Regions from separate parts of the Sus scrofa genome. Here region 1 is linked to region 2. The links are chromatin contacts, called in public promoter capture Hi-C maps. All regions are on one chromosome and are shown on one strand. Each heading gives the region's core, a stretch centred on a gene start, on an enhancer-like site or on the middle of the called end of the contact. The rest is flanking DNA. Distances are from core to core; before and after follow the strand shown. Region 1 holds the start of RBFA (putative ribosome-binding factor A, mitochondrial). Region 2 holds the start of PQLC1 (PQ-loop repeat-containing protein 1).

Region 1 (6,854 bases), core at 1,737-4,236, 78 kb before region 2:
GACAACAGCATCAATTGTGGGGAAGACACAGAAGACAGTTTTAATTCAAGCTCATAATTTTTACCTAAAGTCTACCTCTAGTCCCAAAGGTAGAGAAAGAGGATCTTAAAAATACACTTAACCAACTGCATATGAGTACTGTCCTCTATTCCATAAAGCTGTTTCCTGAGGTATGGCTATCAATGGACACTGCTGCACATCAACACTGGGATTGGACAGGAGTTCTCATTGTGGCGCAGCAGAAAAGAAACTGACTAGTATCCATGAGGATGTGGGTTAGATCCCTGGCCTCGCTTAGTACGTTTCTGTGAGCTGCGGTATAGGTCACAGACGCAGCTTGGATCCTATGTTGTTATGGCTGTGGTGCAGGCCAGAAGCTGAAGCTCCGATTTGACCCCTGGCCTGTGAGCTTCCATATGCCGAGCGTGCAGCCTAAGGAAGCCAAAAAAAAAAAAAAAAAAAAAAAAAAAAAAAAAAAAAGATTGAACACTAATAAATAGAAAGCAGATGGGAGACCAACCAGGCTCCTCATTGTTGCAGACAAGCAAAGGAAAGAAGCAAAAATGATCTGTGTGCCAATGGATTAGAAGTGGAGATCAGTATGAACTTGTTTCTCTTATTACAGCTACAGGTGATAATGACATGCAGAAACATTTATAGATAAGCACATATATACACGGGTTAACATAAGCACATATTTTTTTCACTCTGTCAGCTGAAAAGGCCTAAAAGAGAGATATGTCAGTAGCAATGAACATACTAAGCTCTCAGGTCAAGGTTTCTTTCTTTTCTTTTCTTTTTTTTCTCTCTTTTTAGGGCTGCACCCATGGCATATGGACGGTCCCAGGCTAGGGACCCAATCGGACCTGTAGCAGTCAGCCTACACCGGGGCCACAGCAATGTGGGATCCAAGCCACGTCTGTGACTTACACCACAGTTCATGGCAATGCCAGATCTTTAACCCACTGAGCGAGGCCGGGGATAGAACCTACGTCCTCATGGATGCCAGTCAGGTTCCTTAACCGCTGAGCCACGACAGGAACTCTAGGTCACACGGTTCTGACGTCACTCTTCAATAAAAGGAATCAGAGCTCCTAGGGGAAATGGTTGGTTCTAGGGCTGAAGCATCCTATAGTGCCAGAAAGTAAGAAAGTGATAAAGAAATTATTTACTTTCAAAATCCCAAAGGAATATATAAGGTATCTGAAAGAGCTCCCAAGGGTCAAAGCCAAAACAATTGGAGCAAAATTAAGTAGTACTGGGTTATATATAACCCCTAAGTTCATACTGATGAGTTAACTAGTAAAGGGAGAAGAGCCACATCTCCTGTGCAGAACTGCTGCTAATTCATGAGCATGACTCCTACTCCTCTAGCGGGGACTGCACATGTGACTTTCCGTCCAAGCCAGTATGGAATGGTGGGAGGCTGACATTACAGTAGATAAGCCTGACACACACAAATGACCTCAGTCAGTGATCAAGACTATTGTCAACAGTGATAAACCATGTCGACAGTATGTATGTGTTGACATGTTATGATGAAAACGGCACTTTTCATCTGTGGTCTTACTCCCTAAAATCAGTAATTCCAGTAAAATCATGAGAAAAAGATAACGCAAATCCCAACAAAGGGGCATCCTACAAAATATCTAACCAGTACTCCTCAAACTGGTCATCAAAAACAGGAACAGTTTGGAAGTTCCTATTGTGCCTCAGCAGTAAGTAACCCAATAGTATCCAAGAGGACACAGGTTCGATCCCTGGTCTCGCTCAGTGGGTTAAGGATCCAGCATTGCCATGAGGTCCCAAACACAGCTCAGATCTTGCGTTGCTGTGCTGCATGCAAGCCAGCAGCTGTAGCTCTGATTTGACCCCTAGCCTAGGAACTTCCATTTGCTGCAAGTGTGGCCCTAAGAAGCAAAAAAAAATAAAAAGCAAAAAACAAACCAAAAAAAAAAAAAAAAAAAACCCAATTCGAGGATGCTCAACAAGCAGAATATGCACATAACCTCCGCACACCCTCCCCTGCAGATTAAATCTCTCTAGGTTACTTATGATACCTAATACAATGTAAACGCTATGTAAATAGTTGCCAGTGCAGGCAAATTTAGATTTTGCTTTTCAGCACTTGCTGTAATTTTTTCAACCCAAGGTTGGGTGAATCTTGAATGTGGAAGCTCGGAGCCTGGGAGGACTGTAAAAGTGTATATCACGTTGCTTCATAAGTTCATGGTTTACTGCTAGCCTTTAGGAGACTCACCACTTTATCAAAACAACTGCGTAGAAAACAGAAAGCTGAGTGGGAAAAACTGCAAACGTTAGGGCTGGAATAACTGATGATCTTTCAACAGCCATTAACCTATCAAGCAAAGGCTGAGCTTACGGATCCGGCTGGGACTCAAGCTAACGCCCAAGCAGTAGACCCCGTGCCGTACCCCCGCCCATTGCAGGGCACCCCCACCCCCATCCCGGGGCCACCGTCCCGCCCACTCAGGGAGCATTACTTGGTTTTCGAAGCAAATTTCTTAAGCAGGTTCTTGCCATAGGACACTGGCGAGGTGTGCAGGCCTTGGGCGCCGCCCAGGAGCCTAGCGTGTGGGACCCCCAGCCCCCTGAGCGTCGCCCACATGTCCTCAGCCCGACTGCCGACCCTGGAACGTGGGCGGGACAACGTGCAGCGGACAGACGTGTAGCGGGGGCGACGTTGACGGAGCGACGTGTGCGCGGCGACAGTCGCGTGAGTGACGTGAGGAGGGGCGACATGGAGGGGGGAGGGGGAGGGGGCAGGGGTGACATGGGCCGGGGAGGCACAAGCGGACCTGGGACGCTGTGGGAATACGAACAAGCGGAACCACACGAGATGGCTTGGGGCGTTGTAGGGCGAAGCAACGTGCGTGCGGGGAGACACAGGCGGGACTGTAGGCGGGACGAGAAGACGAGGCGGGGTCTGGAGAGCAGGTAGGCTGGACATGGAGCGGCGGGGCGGAGCCACGTGCGGGGAGGGCCGGGACTAAGCGTGGATGGTGGGCCGCTGGGCGCGGAGAAGGTGGAGCAGTAGGCGGGGCCGTGTGGGTGGGGCGGGCCCAACGGGACGCCTGTGGGCGGGGTCAGATGGCACATGGGGTAGTGTAGTAGAGCCGGTGACCAGGAGGAGCGGGATCTGATGATGTGAGCGTGGGGTGGGCGGGCCACGTCCCCGCGGTTCTTTCTTAGGCGAGGGGCTCATCGTAAGGTGGCAGAGGGCAAGATGAGGGGGGGGGGGAACTCGGTTTTTGGGAAGCACACATGCCGCCCAGTGCGGAGACTGCTGAGTGGGGAATACACTTTTTGTAAATACACAAAGCTAACAGAGAAGGGTGCATTTCAACTCTCTGGCCACAACATGTTGGAGCAGCGAGATGCGAGGTCGTCACTGGGTAGTTTAGATGAAATGCGGCCCTTCTAGAGCAGAACCCCTACTCCCTGCACAACTGGGAAGGACTGAAGTTTCTTCCTCTTTATACTGCCAATTCTTTTTTTTAAATAATTTTTATTTTCCCCACCATAGCTGATTTACGGTGTTCTGTCAATTTTCTACTATACAGCAAGGCGACCCAGTCACACATACATACATACATTCTTTTTGTCACATCATCATGTTCCATCATAAGTGACTAGATGTACTTACTTCCCAGTGCTATACAGCAGGATCTCATTGCTTATGCATTCCAAAGGCAATAGTTTGCATCAATTAACCCCAAATTCCCAGTCCATCCCAATCCCTCCCCCTCCCTCTTGGCAACCACAAGTCTGTTCTCCATGTCCATGAGTTTCTGTGGAAAGGTTCATTTGTGCAGTATATTAGATTCCAGATATAAATGATACCATATGATATTTGTCTTTCTTTTTTTTTTTTTTTTGTCTTTTCTAGGGGTGCACCGCAGCATATGGAGGGTCCCAGGCTAGGGGTCTAATCAGAGCTGTAGAGGCCGGCCTACACCACAGCCACAGCAATGTGAGATCTGAACTGCGTCTGTGACCTACACCACAGCTCACAGCAATGCCGGATCCTTAATCCACTGAGCAAGGCCAGGGATTGAACCCGCAACCTCATGGTTCCTAGTCGGGTTCATTAACCACTGTGCCACGACAGGAACTCCTGTCTTTCTCTTTCTGACTTACTTCACTTAGTATGAGAGTTTCCAGTTCCATCCATGTTGCTGCAAGTGGCATTTTGTTTTTTATGGCTGAGTATTAGTCCATTGTGTATATAAACTGCATCTTCTATCCATTCATCTGTGGATGGACATTTAGGTTGTCTCCATGTCTTGGCTATTGTGATCAGTGCTGCAGTGTACAGGTGCATGTCTTTTTCAAGGAATGTTTTGTCCAGATATGTGCCCAAGAGTGGATTTGCTACCAATTCTTTTGCTCATGTTGTGCAATATCTACTCACCAGTCTACCTGGAGAAAGATAAGAGCTTCCAAACCACTCCAGAAAGGAGGTACATTCACCTCAGACCCTCTTGATCATTCCTGATAATTCCATACCAGGCACTCTTTCCCTGCTTGTTTCACCATGCTTGCCACTGCCTCACAGAACTACCTCTTCCTCTTCTTTACTAATAAGGAAACCCCTTGAGGCAAGGGCTTTCTTTCCTACAGCAGCCTAGGTGAGACAGACTAGAATGGAGAACTGGAGCCCCCTTGCTGTAGTGCCTGCATTTGGACAAACATCTCCAGCAACAAAATACAAAGAAACTATAGAATAAAAGTAATTGCATGCAGGCCCAGTTGGGACATATTATGAAAAAAAAAACAGAAAGACCAAAATCTCAACTGCCACTTCTGAAGGACTGGGAGTAAAAGCAGAATCCTGGGCATGCATCCTGCACACAGCACCACCAAGAACAGACCACCCAAGGCCAACTACCCAAGCCACTCCTCCAGCCTGACCCCTGGACTCCCACCTACCCTCACCCCATATAAGAGACCAGCTCACCCAACCCCCTCCCCTCAGGGAGCTAGCAAGTGTTAGCACAAATCCCAATAAAGCTGTGCCTGAATTTCTCATCTAGCCTTTTATCAATTTCCATTGATTAAGGAGGCCAAGAACCCTGATTAGTAACGCTAGCACTTAGAACAGGACTTGGCACATAGAAAGTGCTCAGTAATTCTTTTTTTAAAAAAAGACAAATGAGGAAGTTCCCACTGTGACTCAGTGGTAATGAGCCTGATTTGTATCCATGAGCATGTGGGTTCAATCCCTGCACTCAGTGGGTTAAGGATCCAACATTGCCATGAGCTGTGGTGTAGGCTGCAGAGGTGGCTCGGATCCTGAGTTGTTGTGTATCTCCAATTAGACCCCCTAGCCTGGGAACTTCCATATGCTGCAGGTGTGCCCCTAAAAAGATAAAAATAAAAACAAATGAATAGTGATAGAGTATCAGAGGGACTATGTAATCCAATAAACAATCAAAATTTATCAGGATTGAAAGCAACATAGCTCACCAAGCAATCCACAGACCTAGTGCAGGTTTTTGGAAATTAGGCAAGTAATCCTCTCTGCTGTTTCATTATAAATGATAACAGAACTTCCTCATACAGCTTCCTTGAAGATGAAGTGAGAATGGAAGGAATGAATTTAGCAAACTGTCAACAAGTGGTAACTATTATTACTATTCTTTAAGTTTTCCATGTAAGTAGTATTAATCCAATCTATATAATGAACTGCAACATAAAGTGCACAAAATACTTATTTTCCCGCCATTAAATCTGTCATGTTATCATCCCACTGAATTTCCAACCCACAGAAATCATTTAAGTAGCACTTCATTAGGAATAGGAAGGCCACTGAGAGAAGCCAGGATGCTTTCAACCAAATTTTCCATCATCTGTCGTCTTGCTTGATGGGTTGCACTTCCAATGTGAGGTGTCAGAGTGACGTTCTTCAACTCTAACAAAGGATGATCTCTGAAAAACAGATTCATTGAGGTAAACTATCCTGAGTCATTTCATCTCCTTAACTTCACATTCTGGTTTCACTCTCCACCCTGAGATGGGGAAGACTCTACCTAACTCCCAGATATGACCACTGCTTTTCTAACCCTGGTACAGGTGACCCATATTTCTGGATGTAAAACACACATCCTAACTGGCCACTAGTACACAATGGCACAACATGCAAGGTGGATTAAATGACACTGACCCACACACAAGAAAGGACCTTGGGGAGACAGATACTGATCTAGGCAGCGTGGGACAAGCTGAATGTGCCTTTAATGGGAGTGGCATTCAGAAGGAAGAGATTTATTAACTAGAATTAGCAGGTTAGAGGGAGCTCTCTTCTGGGAAGAAGGCAAAGGTTGGGAGTTAGCCTGGAAAGATAATGAGATTTTAGTGAAGTGGGTCAGGGAGGCTCAAACATAATAATGGATAATACTAGAACCCAGTATTAGGAAAGTGCTGTCACCTGGCCCAGTAGGGCCTCCTGACCATTTTAATACAGAGGACAAAGTGGCCATGTGACAAGGATCCCCCATCCTAGCTACTGAGGCTCAGGAGGCACACCTTTGGGAATCTTATAGATCCCCCCAAAGCTATAGAAGTTCTCTGGGGGCATCTGTAATTTATATCAATGCGCTACAACTGCCCTTACCTCCAGAACTGATTGAAGTAAGTAATCCTATGGTACAGTTAAGTTAGTAGGATGGGAATTATCCTGAAAAACACTCATGCTTTCCATAAGAACGTGGGCCCTACTGCTTAATAGCACATAATAGAAAACAGTCTCAGTACAAGGATGTGAACTGAGACAAAGTGACTGGCTTTGTCCCAACTGACTTAGAATCCAGAAAGAACTGAATCATGGCCAA
Region 2 (7,038 bases), core at 1,400-3,899:
CTCTTCCAAAAATCGAACACAGATTTACCATATGAATCAATTCCACTTCTGGGTATAAACCACAAAGAAGTGAAAACGGTTACTTGAACAAATATTTGTACACCATGTTTATAGCAGTGTTATTCCCAATAGCCAAAAGGAGGAAGCAACCCAAGGGTCTGTAGATGGACAAATGAATGGATAAATTAAATGTTATATATGTAGTTATATATGAAGTTGTTATTTATTATTTGTTTTTTAATTCATTTGGGCCCCACCTGTGGCATATGGAAGTTTCCAGGTCAGGGCTGAATTGGAGCTGCAGCTGCTGGCCTACACCACAGCCACAGCAAGTGGGATCTGCGTTTGGGACCTACACCACAGCTCCCAGCAATGCTAGATCCTTAACTTACTGAGTGAGGCCAGGGATGGAGCCTACGTCCTTATGGATACTAGTTGGGTTTGTTACTGCTGTGCCACAACAGGAATTCCCTGAAGATATTTAAAAATGTTTGGACACTCTGCTGTTCTGTCACTGACGTCTTCCACACTTTCTGGAAAGTTAAGTTCCCAGAAAAAAGTGGCAAAGCAATCAATCAATTCCCAACAAGGCAGTGAGTGTTGCAAGTGCTAGGCACTTCCTGCAAACCAGGCTCAGACCTGTGGCAGCTCCTGGCTGGTGACTCACAAAATTTAGTCACACCAGTCCTCGTGAAGGGAAAAGGGGGTAGGAGGGAAGAAGCTCCAACTAACCATTTCCTCTCAAGGGGGCCTGAAGCAGGTGGCTCCTGGCTCTGGGCTCCCTCAGCTCAACTTTGCTCAGGTGGCCTTCCCACCTGTTTGGTTGTTTGGAGTTTCTGCTTTCTCCTGATTGTATTGCAGGTGGAGTTTGCATTTCTGCTTATGGTTCTCTTCACTGGTTTGGGGAGGGGTGCTCTGCCTGGGCTGCCCTGGGGCCCTGGCAGCTCCTTCTCACCAGGGAAGAACATGCAGCCTCATAACCAGGAGGAGCAGGAAAACTCTCAGGGTGTGCAGCTTTCCTTTCCTGTTTGTTTTGTTTTGGCTGCCTCTGTGGCATGTGGAAGTTCTCAAGCCAGGGATCAAACCCTTGCTGCAGTTGCAACCTACAGTTTATATATGTTGGCAATGCTGGATCCTTACTCGCAGTGCCACAAGGGAACTTCCCCTTTCTTGCTTAAAAAAAATTTTTTTTTTCTCCTCTTTGTTGTCCTTTCATCTTACTTTTGTGATTTTGCCATTTCAGTTCTACAAAGGCGACAATGTGCTTGTGGGAGGTCTCAGCAATCCATTGGCTACATGGACACTCCTGCCCAAAGGCCGAGCAGGGGTCCCCCCAGACATGAAGCTCTGGAAGGCAGAGAGGCAGGGGTTGGAAAGGTGGTCATATCCTTGATCTTCAAAGGATATGTTTCAGCACCTGACCTGAGTCCAACAGAGTCCAGAGAAGACCCAGAAGGTTAGATGGCCTGTTCCAAGGCCTGCAGAGATGGGGCATGCAGTGGGTTCAGGGCTGAAGCACAGTTCTGTGGTCTCTGCAGGTGTTCTGCACATTAAGCACCATTGCTTATGAAACAGGTGTGGAGATGCTATGCTTTCATTTAATGCAGTCTTATCGAAAGGCGCCATTTTTGTCTACCGTCTGCCCCATGTTGGGCTGAGTGGCAACCCGGCTGGGTGTGCAGTGGTTCCACTACTAGGGAACAACATAGGTGTCGATTTGGAAAGTTAGAAATGGCTGATGTGGGTTGTTAGGGGTCATCAGTGTGGGGGTATGTGTATGGTGGAGTGTTGTTAGGTTAGTGTTGCTGATCTTGCGGATTTTTCATGATTGGAGTGTGTGTGTTGGGGGAAGTAATGCTCCTTTGTAATGAACATCCCTGTTCCAGGGGTCGAGCCCAGTTACCTTCTCACTGATGTTATAGTCCAAGGCCTGAAGGCAGGGGTCTGGGTCAGTTCCATTTAGCCAGGAACTGGGCCACCTCCTAGTGGAGCTCACTGCTCTACCTTATTTGCACCTAGCCAGCAGGTGAGGTTGAGCAAAGAGGGTGGGGAGGAGACCCAGGGAGCCAGGCACTTTCACTCATGGCATTGGCAGGGGGCTCAGCACCAAGGCAAGGGGTGGGACTGGAGGCCAGCAGTGAGTCCATCCTAAGGGCTTCAGGCTGCGGGGTGGGCTTTTGTTTCTCCAGAGGAATCGCCCTCCTGGCCCTACTAGCCTAGCCTAAACACCCTCCGCAAACTTGTCAACTCTGCTCCTCTTATCCTCAGGGTCAGGATGGGACCCAAGGACCTGGTCAGAGGAAGAATGATGGAAGGACCACCGGGGCGCTCAGACCCGCCCTGTTTCCCAAGAATGGAGCGTCCCCAGGCCTCGCGCTGACCCCGAGGGCGGTCCGTCGTTCTCCTGGGCTGGGTGCAGCGTCTACACAGCTATTAGCCACGGGACAGGTGGCCCCGGGTCCACGTGGGCACCTGGCCCAGAAGTATCGACCCTGACAGGAAAGTATTTCCTAACCCCAGCCACGTGGGCCAGCGGAGCAACACCCACTGGGCGGGTGTAGTGCCCCCGCCAAGACCTCAGGCCCCAACCTCATCCTGCCCTACGGGCATTCCCACCGGCGCGCTCTAGGACCCAGGGGCGCCTGTCCGGCCGCCCGGCGTGGGCGGAGCCACGTATTATGACGTCACGTCGAGGAGCGGTCTGGCACTCTGACTGACAGACAGACGGAGGACTGACCGCCTGGAGCGGACCGTTCGGGTGAGGCTTGGCGGGGTGCGCCGAGCGCGTGGACGCGGGCGCCGCGCTGGGTTCGTCCTGCGTGGGGGGCGGACGGCCCCCGGACTGAACCTCCACTTCGGGCCGGACTCCCGGGCAGTGTGCGCCCCCTTGCCCCTTTCCCCCATCCTCCATCCCTAGGCTGCGCTACCCGCTCTCTCAGAACCGAGCCCCAACGCTGGGCGGTGCGCCCCGCGCCTCTGTTTTCCCAGCGTAGGCGGGTGTGCGCGCCGAGGGCTCCCGGAGTCACGCGTGTCCGAGGAGGGGGTCGTGCTTCAGAGGTGCGCCCAGGGCGCTTCCTGGGCCTCGGGGCCATCCTTGCCGAGTGCGGCCCTCACCCGGCCTTGAGGCCCTTTCCGAGTCCTTTACCCGGTTTCTTCTTTTGCCAGGCTCCCACGGTGCAGGATTGCCCGGGATGGCGGCGGCGTGTGGGGGTGACAGGGCGCATGCCAGGAGCCCGTGAGCGCTGAGGGACTTGGGCCAGGTGGACGGCAGCCTGCCCGCAGGGCCACACAGGCGTTCGAGATGGAAGCAGAAGGCTTGGATTGGCTTTTGGTCCCGCTGCAGCAGCTGGTTTCCTGGGGGGCCGCCGCGGCCATGGTCTTCGGCGGGGTGGTCCCTTACATTCCGCAGTATAGGGACATCCGGAGGACTCAGAATGCGGAGGGATTCTCTACCTACGTGTGTCTGGTGCTCTTGGTGGCCAATATTTTACGGATACTCTTCTGGTAAGTTGGGGGCTTTCTTACTGTGGTAGTGCGCCCAGAGAGGTGACTTTCTCCTCGGAGTGAGGCGAGGGAGGTGGGATTGTCTGTACTTCCTAAGAAGGAGCTGGTGAAATGGACGGAGAAAAATGGTGGATTGGAGCGGAGCATCTGAAACAATCTCAGATCTGTGTCTTCATTTTCTGTGGCTCAGGCATTCATCAGATTCTCCCCCAGGGCCTTCTCTGTGGGGCTTCCCCCTAGGCCTGGACCCCTGCCTTGGGGAGGTGCTGGGCGGGGATGGGGGTGGGGGAGAGAAAACGAAGTGACAGTAAGGGAAGGTGATCAGCATAGGAAGGACTAACCTGTCCCCTCCAGGCTGCCTTGGAGGGCGTCACTACCAGCCTCCCCTGTTGGGTATGTAGGTTTTTTGTTTGGCTGCCCCAGGGCATGTAGAGCTCCCAGGCCAGGTATCAGATCCAAATGGTGGCCTCGAACTAAGCCACAGATGTGACGACGCTGGTTCCTTAACCCACTGTACAGGGCGAGGATTGAACCCATGTCCCAGTGCTCCCAAGATGCTGCGGGTCCCATTGCACCACAGTGGGAGCTCCTGTTTGTTTGTTTTTTAAATAGTAAGTCAATTTTTCTGGGTAATACTTAAGAGACTATTTTTTCCTGCTCCTCCCAGTTCTACTTCCTCTTATCATCTGCATTCTGGTAAGGAACTCAAAGTTAATTTTAACAGCTGTTGAAGCCAGACATGATTGAGAGGGTGTGTTTTCAGAGGTCTTGTAGCCTCGTTCTAAGGCCAAAGAAGTTTTCAACTTTCCTTCTTGCCAAATGGTTCCAGGTCCCTCTATCAGCACAGACAGTGAGGGCTGCCTGGGTAAGAGGAGGGACAAGGGCTAGGGCAGCTAGTGTCCAGAGTGCTGCTTCTGGCTCTTCCTTTTGACCTTTTGGTCACTATTGGAGTAATCTGCCTTTTTTGCTAATTGATTTTGAAGTCCACCTTACTCTGAGGTATGATTTATATGAAATGAAATCACCCATTGCAAGTGTGCAGTTTGAGGAGTTTTGGCAGCTATTCCCTCTGTGGTTATCAGGAGGTGAGTCCCCTGAGTCCAAAAGCCCTCTAGCTCCTTCACCTTCTGTCTGCCTGGCCCCTGGCAGCCTGTGGTCACTTTCACCTTGTTTTTGCTCCTTTTGGGGTTTTCAAAGGTGAGCTGGTGAGTCGACCCTCCTCCTGGGAGAATATGTCACGCTGAGCTTTGGCTCTGGGCCTGTACTTCTGAAAAAGGGGTCAGATGGTGCTCATTTTTGTTTACCATAAGTTAAAAAACTGCATTTTGAAGATTCCTCCTTTCCCTTTGGCTGAGGGCAGCAGTCAGCAGCTGCCTCAGGACGTGCCCCTTCCCTTTTCTCATCAGGTCTCAAACTGTAATTGTGTGTAACACTGCTATTAACCTGAGCACCCCTAGGTTTGTGTGCACTCTGGAGGGTGGGGAGCACACTGGGGGTCCACTCCTGGGAGCTCACAGTGTTAGGTTGGGAAGCAGATTTCCTTTAGGCTGTGGGAAGTTTCCTCCAGTCTGTGGAGGAGGATTGCCTGAGGTTGGACTGCCTTATGGGAAAATAGTTCCTTTCAGAAGTCTTCCCCACCCCCAGTATACTTATCATTCAGAATTGCAAAAAGAAAATAGAATACCTAATCTACATCTAAATATATAGTTTGGAGAAATTAGAAATTAAGCCAATTTCTTTTTTTCTTTAAATTTTTCTTTTATAGCCATACCTGTGGCATATGGAAGTTCCTGGGCCAGGGGTGAATCCTATGCCGCAGTTGTGGCAACACCAGATCCTTTAACCCCACTGTGCCAGGCTTTGTCAAACCTGCGCCTCTGCAGTGACCTGAGCTGCTGCAGTTGGATTCTTTTTTTTTTTTTTTTTTTTTTTTTTTGGTCTTTTTTGGGGCAGAACCGGTGGCATATGGAAATTCCCAGGCTAGATGTCAAATCAGAGCTGTAACTGCCAACCTATACCACAGCCATGGCAACACCAGATCTGAGTCACATCTGTGACCTATACCACAGCTCACGGCAACACCAGATCCTTAACCCACTGAAAGGGGCCAGGAATTTAACCTGCATTCTCATGGATCCTAATCGGGCTTGTTAACTACTGAGCCATGACAGGAACTCCTGCAGTTGGATACTTAATCTACTTTGCCACAGTGGGAACTCCTTAAGCCAGTTTCTTGGATGCTGTCTCTCAGTGCTTCTGGATTTTACTGGTATTTGGACTGTGAGCTCTGTCTCCACTGCAGGTCCTGAGCCTTTGGGAGTCTTTGGTGTATTCTGTGCTTTGTTCACTTGTGAGTCTATTTCTGCATGTCTGATTGCTCCTTTCCCATAGAGTCAGCTTCCTGAGCTATCCTGGGTCACTTCAGGGGTTCACTGGCTACAGTGTGAACCTGCAGAGCTGCCTTCAGCCAGAATTCCAGAAGATAGGAATAGGATAGGAAGAAGGGAAGACTGGCAGAGGGCACTAGTCTCTCCTCCAGGGTCTCTCTGACTTGGGGATGTGCTATCTCTGACTTGCAACAAATACATGCTTTCCTGTCCCCCTGGTTCCACAGTCCCACTGCTCTTCGGGTGATGCATATGCTCCCATTTCTTCCTTTCTCTGGAGGTTCCGAAGCTCCTACTCCCGGGTCCCCTCCAGGCTTCATAGGTTAACAGCCCATCTGATTTAATAGCTTTTTGAGGGTTTCCCATGAGCCAGGCATTGGGCTGGATGCTGCAGGGTTAACACTTCAGCAGGAGTGCTGCATGCATGTACCAGCCACACTTATATGCGTTATGGGTGGTGGGGGAGGGGAGAGCACAGACTGGGGGCTGTGATAGGCTCTGGGTGAGATGGGACCTGGATCTACACTAGAAAAGTGGTGGAGTTAGAAGAAATGAAGACTGCGTTTCCCAAAGCCGTCTGGGGATGCAGTCCTCAGAACTCCAGTCCACCTGGCAAGCCTTGGGGTGAGGCGTGAGAGTGGTCAGCAGGAGGAGTTGACCACACTGTACAAACCCTGGGTTTCTGAAACTCAGGGAACTCTAATACCTTTATTTTTTACGATTCTTACCATACATTTGCAGAACCAGCATTCAGCAGATCATACAAAATGCTGATGTGCAGATTTGGTCTTTGTGGTGGCAGAAGCCAGGAGAGTTTGTTAAGCAGAAGTGGGGGGTAGGAGGCTAGGCTGTCTGGACTGTGTGGCGGGGTCTCCTGACCCAGAGCCTCCTGCATTCACAGATCTCAAGCCGGGTCCCTATCTGGTCAGAGATTGGTAACATTGTCCCAGAGACAGGGCAATACTATATCAGACATGTGGTAACATTGTGTCAAAGATGTGACATTGTTTGGAGAGGTAGTGACATGTATCCGAGAGGTAGTAACAGCCTGCTACTCAGGGCAGTCAGGGCACTGGGGAGTAGGTACACAGCTCCTCTTCCATTGGAGCTTTTCTCTGCTACTTAGAAGATGCAGAGAAGGTATTCC

Evidence for each region. Promoter capture Hi-C pulls out the DNA fragments that hold promoters and counts their contacts.
Region 1: a contact with region 2 is called in a promoter capture Hi-C map of fetal liver, with 2.6 times the contacts expected there. The contact joins the promoter of RBFA here to the promoter of PQLC1 in region 2. A contact is called at or near these places in 2 of 5 promoter capture datasets (fetal liver and liver), 2 of 47 Hi-C or Micro-C datasets (embryonic fibroblasts and liver) and 1 of 2 datasets of contacts at active chromatin or transcription factors (alveolar macrophages).

The regions. Positions count from the first base shown.
Region 1 is chr6:128,026,529-128,033,382 of Sscrofa11.1, reverse strand. RBFA (putative ribosome-binding factor A, mitochondrial) reads right to left here and starts at 2,986. Exons shown (of 7, transcript XM_001924525.4): 1 at 2,505-2,986. The coding sequence starts at 2,971. It overlaps LOC100157017, which reads right to left. Exons shown (of 7, transcript XM_001924715.6): 7 at 5,424-5,952. The coding sequence ends at 5,796.
Region 2 is chr6:127,947,879-127,954,916 of Sscrofa11.1, reverse strand. PQLC1 (PQ-loop repeat-containing protein 1) reads left to right here and starts at 2,649. Exons shown (of 5, transcript XM_005660578.3): 1 at 2,649-2,758; 2 at 3,166-3,504. The coding sequence starts at 3,302.